Linked DNA regions of Ovis aries: region 2 is linked to region 1. A link is a contact called in public Hi-C data. All regions are on one chromosome and are shown on one strand. The core of a region is the stretch at or near the end of the contact, and the rest is flanking DNA. Distances in the headings are between cores, read along the strand shown. Region 1 holds the start of JAG1 (jagged canonical Notch ligand 1). Region 2 has its middle 110 kb from the start of JAG1.

The links. A called contact is a pair of places that touch in the nucleus more often than the background predicts.
Region 2: a Hi-C map of liver shows a contact between it and region 1, with 2.0 times the contacts expected there. The contact joins the enhancer-like site here to the promoter of JAG1 in region 1. A contact is called at or near these places in 2 of 16 Hi-C or Micro-C datasets (liver and tail adipose tissue).

Annotation. Positions count from the first base shown.
Region 1 is chr13:3,799,052-3,803,444 of ARS-UI_Ramb_v3.0, reverse strand. JAG1 (jagged canonical Notch ligand 1) reads left to right here and starts at 2,642. Exons shown (of 26, transcript XM_027976474.3): 1 at 2,642-3,241; 2 at 3,673-3,978. The coding sequence starts at 3,161.
Region 2 is chr13:3,907,285-3,911,677 of ARS-UI_Ramb_v3.0, reverse strand. No RefSeq gene overlaps it. Among named protein-coding and RNA genes, the nearest start is that of JAG1, 110 kb to the right of the region's middle. Within about 2 kb of position 2,392, at least 2 of the 54 cell types and tissues checked have an H3K27ac peak or open chromatin away from gene starts, as enhancers often do. A contact at or near this core is called in liver, where this site is marked.

The DNA.
Region 1 (4,393 bases), core at 1,393-3,892:
AGACAGTTATGATTTGCGCACAAGACTAGCTAGACAGGAACTGGCCACCAGCCTCTCCCCTTCTTACAGGTGTGATGGTATTCACAGGAACATTTTTCTGTAATGGTCACTTACTATAGGCTACACCCAAAGTCAGGATGCAAGTGGCCAAGGGCAGGGATCTCCATCCCCTGGGATCTAATGCCTGGTGATCTGAAGTGGAGCTGATGTAATAAAGAAGTAAAGCGCACAACCAATGTAATGCGCTCGAATCATCCCGAAACCATCCCTCCCCATCTCTGGTCCCTGGAAACACCGTCTTCTACAAAACCAGTCCCTGCTGTCAAAAAAGCTGAGGACTTCTGGCCAAGGGCGAGTTTGCATATTGGAGTTTTTTCTGCAGTAGTTCCCCATTCTCCAGGGAGGGAGGCTGAGAACCGGCTGGGAGGAAGTAGAGGGCAGAGCGTCTCCTTGATGTTGGTTGTGGAAAACGTGACTGGCTTTTTGGGGGAGTACCAAGTAGCTGCAAGAGGCTCAACTGAAAATTTTCCGAAGAATCCCCTCGAGCCCACAGCTGTCTTCTCTAAAAGTGGGTTCCCAAGCTCAGGAAGGGTGAGCGGCACCATACTCTTCACCTGAGAATTTCATGTTTATTCGTGATTTGACATTTCAGTTCAGTTTAATCACTCATTTTGGGTAGGGTTAATCAAACAGTTTCTATCCCTCAGAAATGGATGTTCTTATTATTCAAGGGGCTAAACTCACCTGTGGCCTGGAGCTGACCTCAGCTTACGTGAACATCATATTCCCACCTGAAGGCATCTGGCATCTCAGGCAGTCCTCTCGAGTTAAGTCGGGTGGCTGGGTCTAAACTCTTCAGTGAACGGCTTGACTCCTTCCTGAGGGGTGTGCGGAACAGGTAACAGGCACAGAAACAAAACAGGTTCAGACATGGGGAACACCAAGGAATGAGCATTTTAAGACCTTACTAGCCTTTGTGAATTTTTCCCCCAATACCAACCTTTTGCTTTTAAACCATTACTTAGCACTTCAATTATGGAAAATTTGGGGGCAGAGGTGAGAAGGGGGCAGATAGGAGGTGGGAGAGATTGGTTTGTATGGACATGTTGGTGAGAAAAGCCTAGATGTGATTACCTATGAAAGCTGGATGTCTTGTATTTAGGATAACGGGGGGAGCTGAGACTGGGGTACATTAAGACAAAACACCCTGGGTGCTACTGCTTATGATTCTGCTCTTGGAAATGTCCTTTCCAAAATATGGACTAGTTCTCTCACCAATGACCATCAAGATGGGACACATTATCATTAAAAAGCTGTTAAAATGCCAGTATTCCTAAACCGTTCTTGGTGATTCTGAACCAGTGTAAAGAGGTCAGTTAGCTGCCTTGTTTTATTTTCTAGCCTGATGAGAGCAAGTAGTGAAAATACTGTCCGTATCGACCCACCCACAAATAACCACAATTAGCTATCCTTTTATTCTCTTTTAACACAGGAGCTTGGAAAATATTTTCCCTTGACCCTTGCAGCCCATCGTGGCCAACAGCTTCTGAGGGTTTGAGCCACGATCTGGCTCCTAAATAGTCACGCTTTCCCGTAGAACGTACCCCACACAGGGGTCAAAACTTGGTGCACCTTTCCGGGGAAATCGATCTTTTCCCTAAAGAGATCCCCTCCAACACAGCAGCAGGTCCCCCCAGAAAGGGGCTGGTAGAGGCGTTGGGCAGGTTTCCTTTGACCTTGGTTGTGACCTCGAGTATCGCTGTTTCCACTGATACCCCAGAGAAGCCCAGTTGTGCTGCTGGGCGACGGCGGGGAGACAGTGTCTCCCAGGCTGGGCTCGGGCCACCCAGAGCGGCTCCGAGGCCGCCTACAGGTGCAATCCCGGCACTGCGTCCCGGGCGGCGGGGCGGGTAGGCGCGAGCCCCAGGGCTCCGGCCTCGCCGCCGGCCGCTCGCCGAGCCTGCGCGGGGTCCTCGCCCCCCTACCCCGCCGACCTCCCCGCCTCCGCCTCGGCGAGGTTGGAGAAGGAAGCCGGGGGCCCTCCCGGGCTCCGCAGACTCGGATTTGGGCGGCAGCGGGGCGCGGCCGAGGCCTCCCCTCGCCTCTGCGGCCAGCCCGGCTCCCGGAAAGTTTTCCCAAGTTCCCAGCAGCGCCGGCCCAGGTCGCCTCCGCGGGGCGAGCAGCCGGCGGCCCGCGCGCCAGCCCCGCCGCCGCCAGCCGCGCGCTCCGGGCGACGCACTCGCTCGCTCTCGGGGAGCGGGCCCGGCGCCTGGGGCGAAGCCGCAGCTGACGCAGGCGGCTCGGAAGGCGGAAGCCGCCCCGCTCCGACCGCTCCGCAGCGCCGCGGCGCCTACACCCCGACGTGCAGCCCGCGGCTCACTGCCCAGAGCGCCCGAGGGGGCGGTCTGCGCGGGGCCCGCGCGCCCCCGAGCAACCGAGCCTTCACGTCCCCTCGCGCTCCGCCCGCTCCCGCCAGGCCCGAACGCCCGCAGGTAGGGGGGTCTCCACCGGCACCAAGCACCCGCGCCGCCCCGCGCGTCGCGGAGCCCCCGGGCCCTTCCCCGTTCCCCCCAGCGCCGGGGGCGTGGCGCTGGTGGGCACGCCCCTCATGAATATGAACGGGCGCATGCGCCGGCCCCGCGCGCTGGGTAGAGGTGGCCAGCCCGGGCCGCGGCTCCCAGACCGGCTCCCTGAGTCCCTCTCCGAGAGCCGGGCGGGCGGGCACGCGTCATTGTGCTACCTGCGGCTGGTCCGCGAGCTGGGCTCTGGCTTTTTTTTTTTCTTCCTCCCCTCCCTCCCTCCTCTTCAAGCAGCTGATCCGAAAGGGAATAAAAGGCTGCGCATAATCATAATAATAAAAGAAGAGGAGCTCGAGAGAAGGAAAGAAAGCCAGGAGGTGGAAGAGGAGGGGGAGCGCCTCAAAGAAGCCGTCAGAATAATAAAAGGAGGCCGGGCTCTTTGCCTTCTGGAACGGGCCGCTCTTGAAAGGGCTTTTGAAAAGTGGTGTTGTTTTCCAGTCGTGCATGCTCCAATCGGCGGAGTATATTAGAGCCGGGACGCGGCGGCCGCAGGGGCAGCGGCGACGGCAGCACCGGCGGCAGCACCAGCGCGAGCAGCAGCGGCGGCGGCGGCCCGAGTGCCCGCGGCGCGCAGCGCAGCGATGCGGTCCCCACGGACGCGCGGCCGGCCCGGGCGCCCCCTGAGCCTCCTGCTCGCCCTGCTCTGCGCCCTGCGAGCCAAGGTAGGAGCCCGCCGGGCCTCCCTCCCCGGCCCGCCCTCTCCTTCCCCTCGCGGCTCTCCTGGACGCCTGCGGTTGAGCGTCTGGAGCGGGCTTCGGAGCCCGGGGCTCCGGCTCCCGCCTGGGCCCCTACGCCCGGTAGGCTGCCCCTGGACCAGGGGGACCCCCGGGCTCCCAAATGTACCCTCCAGGCTAGGCAGAACGCGCGTTCGCGCTGCTCCTGTTCCCAGGGGACCGTCGTGTCGGATTGTTCCCACACTCGAGCCTCTTAAGCCCGGGAATCGCGTTGAGTCCTTGCACCCAGTTTTGCAAAATGAGTTTCACTTGGCGGGCGCCAAGGGCTCGTCGGGGAGGGCGGGGAGGGAGTAGCCGCTTCCACCCTCGAAGAAAACAACTTTCCCCTGCGCTGACCTCTCTCCCTCCCTCGCCGGCAGGTGTGCGGGGCCTCCGGGCAGTTCGAGCTGGAGATCCTATCTATGGAGAACGTGAACGGGGAGCTTCAGAACGGGAACTGCTGCGGCGGCTCCCGGAACCCGGGGGACCGCAAGTGCTCCCGCGACGAGTGTGACACGTACTTCAAAGTGTGCCTCAAGGAGTACCAGTCGCGCGTCACGGCCGGGGGGCCGTGCAGCTTCGGCTCGGGGTCCACGCCTGTCATCGGGGGCAACACCTTCGACCTCAAAGCCAGTCGCGGCAACGGACGCAACCGCATCGTGCTGCCTTTCAGTTTCGCCTGGCCGGTGAGTGGCGGCCGGGCCGGGGGTCGGACCCGCGGGCCGAGCTCTGCTTTCTCTTGCGAGAGGAGAGGGATTTAAAGGGCCTTGGCTGGAAACTCGGCGCCGGCCCGGGGCGTCGATGGGGATAGTGGTGGTCAGGGAGCCGGGGCTCTGTGCTAGATCTTGGCAGGCCCCAGCCCGGACGCTTTTTGCTCCGTGCATTAAAAAAAAAAAAAAAAAAAAGTGGAAAGTGGGGCTCGAGAGGGTATTGTCGGGCAAGGCTCCCGGGAGGGCCGGTTGAAACTTGCAACTTGGAGGCCCCAGAGTAACCGCCCGAGCCAGGGGTCATTATGGATGATCTTTGCTCAACCAATTAAACCTGATGCGCTGTGGAGGGCGGCTGGGCACAATTCTGGCCTCCGAACGCCGTCCAATTGGC
Region 2 (4,393 bases), core at 1,143-3,642, 110 kb before region 1:
TTCTGGTTTCTAGAACAGATATTCTTTACACTGTCCCTAAAATAATAATTGACTGATTGATTGACAAGGAGGTCTATCCACAGTCACCAATGGCTTGTAAAACATGAGCTTGTTCTTCACATGACGCAGAAATGGAACTCTGCAAGTCTGGCATGATTCCAAAGACCTGATCACTGGAACTGTGTTTCAAGAACTGATTTAATTCTGATCTGTGTCCTAAGAATTAAGTTATTCATTCAAGTATTTATATATGTTGGCTTCTGTTTTCTGGTTAAAACTGGAGATGTCCCTCCTACCAGATGAACTTGCCAAGGTCCTTTTCAGGGGTGACATTGGAAACCATTCCCAGATTCAGTTGCAATTTGTAACAATCACTGCACTGCTAAGAATCTGACTGTGGTTCACATCAAGAAAATTCCTCAGCTGACTGGCAGGTTTGCCGTGAAAAGTCCTAGTCCTTGAGAACACTCTCAATTGTGTGTCAAGTCACAGACGAAACACTTGGTGAGAGAGGTCTCTCATCCCACCTCTTCCCATATTCTTCCAACCTCCTTCATTTGTTAGTGAAATGTCAGGGTCAGTGAGCTGATAAATCATGTATAGATTCACTGGAAGCTTGTATCATTTTCATTTCCAGATTTCATGACATGGGATCAACTTGTAGGGGAAAACTGCTTTAGAGGAAAGCTATGTGGGGGCCTCAGTAATGAAATCCATTCAAGCAGAGGCCAAGATGGAATTGTATGACAGAAAACTGAATCATAAAACAAATAGAAACCCCCTGCAGAGTCCATTATAAGCTCCAGAAGTTAATTTGTGCATAGATTTGTTTAGAACTCAAAGTTTATTTTCCCAAAGAACCTAAGTTACACATCTTGAATCTGTTCCACAGCCTTTTACTGGGTATTTAATGCTCTTCTGTATAATTCTGATAGAACCAAAGAATCATCTGCCATATTCAGCACTGTGTCTATGGGCAACTATATGGTGAGCCCAAATTCCAGCAAGCAAATTATCTGACTTTTCCACAATGCTTGCAGGAGAAGAAACCGTGGTTGAGGAGAATGGAGAGGAAACCCCCAAGACAGGGCAAAGGGGAGTTTGCATGAGCTCTAGACTGCTGGACTAGGGAAGCAGTTTCCTGCAGCCAGTCACATCCCAACCAGGCATTTGCACTTCAGGAGGCAGTGCACGAAGCAGAAAGGAAATTCCACAGCATCAGACAGACCCAAATTGAGGGACATTCCACAAAATAACTGGCCTGTATTCATCAAAAATATCACAAAAGACAAAGAAAGACTAAGAAGCTCTTCCAGATGAAAACAGACTAAAGGCAATATGGGATCCTGGATTTTCTGTTACTGTAAAGAATATTATTAGGACAATTGGGGATCTGAGTGACATCTAGATAGTAGTCCCGTGTCAGTGTTAACTCTTAATTTTGATAATGGCACAATGATTATATAAGAGAGTGTCCTCATTTTCAGGAAATATGGAAATATGCACTAAAATATTTAAAGAGTCATTAATTACACAAGTTATCTGCAAACCTTCCTGGAGGAATATATATGTATATAAGAAAGGAAAGAGAAAGCAATACCACAAAAAAAAAGTAAGAGGGAAAGAAAGAAGGAAAGAGAAAGACAGAAGGAAAAGAAAGAAGAAAAAGAGAGAAAGAGGGAGAGAAAGGATGGGAGGGAGAATTGGTCAAACACTGATGTAAAGGGTGTACAGTACAGCTGCAAATTTTCTAGGAGTTTGAAATTACGTTAAAAGTTTTTTGAGATGCCACCATGTTACTCTAATTCTCAGTCATGGAGGCTTGGGAGCCTCCCATGCTTTTTACATTTTTTTCACTTGAGTAACAACAGAGCGATGCTGCAAGTCCTCCAGGGATGAGGCCACCCCTTAGAAAGTGTCTTTGCCTCTGGTTTTTCTGCACTGAGCTGGCTCCTGGTGGGAGGGCAGAGCCAGCCGAGCTGCCTAGAGCTGTCTCCTAGGGACCCGCAGTCATGAGTCTTCTGAACAGACCCTCCCACTCTGAAAGCCTGAGCAATATTCAACGATTTCACCCAAAACGTTGGCTGAGCCTGTTTGACTTGGCGTCCTGTAGTTTTATTCTGCTATGCTTGGATAACTGTGGATCTATTTACAGCTTTCCCTGTTGCCTGAGAATGTGGCTTTGAGACAGTGTCATAAGCAGTTCCCAACATGGGTCTAATGATTTTTTTATGATTCGTAGATTTACTCCCGGGCCTTTCACTGCCTCCTCTCCTGCAGAGTCATCTGTGCCACAGGACCCCACTGGTCTCATCACCCCAACAGCTACCCAGACCGCTGCCCTGGGCCTTCCCTTCAGCAGCTATCGTGGTGAAATGCTTGACACGGTCCTGCTCAGGCTTGTCCACATGCCAAAATCAACATGCAGTACGTACTTTGGGGTTTTTTAGAGCTGACCCCAAAATATCTATTTACCCAGATGTTGACATTCTCATGAGTAATGGGCAAAGCTCCGAGGCACACGGTTGGTGGCAGAGCAGAATTCGGAATCGCACTCAGAATATTGCAGTGGGGCAGGGACATAGACGTCGTCCATTTCAACCATCATATTTTAAGATAAGGAAAACGGGGCTTCAGGTGGTGAATAACGCCCACTGAGAATGGCATTGGAACCCAGGTCCTCCGTTCCCCGCATCAGTTCCTTTTGACTCGGCCAAAGCAGTGAATGCCCTTGGGTGAGACGGCCCTGGGAGCCGAAATTATTAGGTGGGTAATGGCGAAGGCAGCCTCCCAAATACATACTTTGGGATTAGAGATGTTTCCAAAACCTTTTTTCAGAGTCCTACATGAAGAAACCTCAAACCCAGGATTCTAGCCAAAACAATCATTTTCAAGTCCCTCTGAAATCCTGGATGGATGTTTAACCAGGCAACGTACTCGCTGACTCCCGTGGCAGGCACGGGTCTCAACAGAGCTCTAGGGCCTTTGCTTCAGAGCGGGTGGATGTGTGTGTGAGACTGAACCACACACAGTAGGTCATGTGCAGTTATCCATGGGATGTGTGAGGGCAAGAGAATATGAGGGAAACTTCTGAAAAGGAATGCAGAATGATGTTCCCCATATTAACTTGATTCAGTTGTTCCTCACAGCCTACAAAAAAGCTTACTGAGAAACTCTATAGGGAAATTTCCAGAAAAATCTACTGGAAAAGGGATATTTCACTATCCCTCAGGTCCTACTACCAAACAGGAAAAAGGAAACTATTAACTCACTCATTTATTCACTCATTCTCTCAATCATTCATTCACTCATTTTTGAGTCTCCACCTTCAAGAAGCTCACACTCCTAAAGTCCTTAATATATAAAGAGCTGATACAAACAATAAGAAAAAAAAGAAACCTAATAAAATGTTGACCAAAAAATATACACAGGGATTTCACAGAAAAAGAAATGGAAAGATTGGCTCAACCTATGAAAGGGTACTTACTATCACTGGGCATCAGAGGAATCAAATTTAAAAAGTGATATAGCATTTTTAGCCCTCTGTTCAGTTAAAATTTAAAATACTGATAACATTCAGTGTCTTAAGACTGTAGATAAAGGGACTGTGGATCCTACTGGTGCTGGGAATATAAATTGAGGTACAATTTCAAGAGAGCTATCTGGCAGTAGCTATCAAAAATTTGTAATGCATACTCTAACCCTATATTTCAATTTGCAAGGGCCCATGATGGTTCCCTCTCCTGCGAGGCAGTGTTCCTTCCCCCTTCTAGAAATAAGAGCAAGAGTAATGCTGGGGAATCTCCCCCTGCCCCATCTTCAATTCAGGTTACTAGGGGGTGTGTTCCTAGGCCTGGCCAACAAAAGCATTACATACCTCCTGACACAGGAATTGGTTTGGGGATGGGTGTGTGAATCAAAGTGACACAATCTGGGGACATTTCCTAAGACTACTGAAAGAAAATTGCCCTCTGTTTTCCAATGGGCTTAGAGTGTTGAGCGGCACAGCGTAGAATCCCTGGCTGCCGCTTCGCCGCTGAAAAGGCCTTGGGAACAGAGCACCACAGAGGACAACAGCAATTGGGGGTGAGTGGATGGGACCTCTTGAGCCCCAGCAGCTGATTCTAAGGCCAGATCCACCATCTCCACCCTTAGGTTTGCTTTCTGCTTAAACTGGTTAGGGTGTTTTCTCTTACAACTAAAAAAATCCGAGCAGAAACTCTTATCCGCAAGATGACTAACACGTGTACGAAGACATGTACACATTATTGTAGCATTTTCTATGAGAGAGGAAAAAGTATCAGCACCTTAATCATTCATCAATAACACGAATGTTTAAATAATTATAGTATATCCAAAATATATCCTGGAATATAAAGGTATATTATTAAAA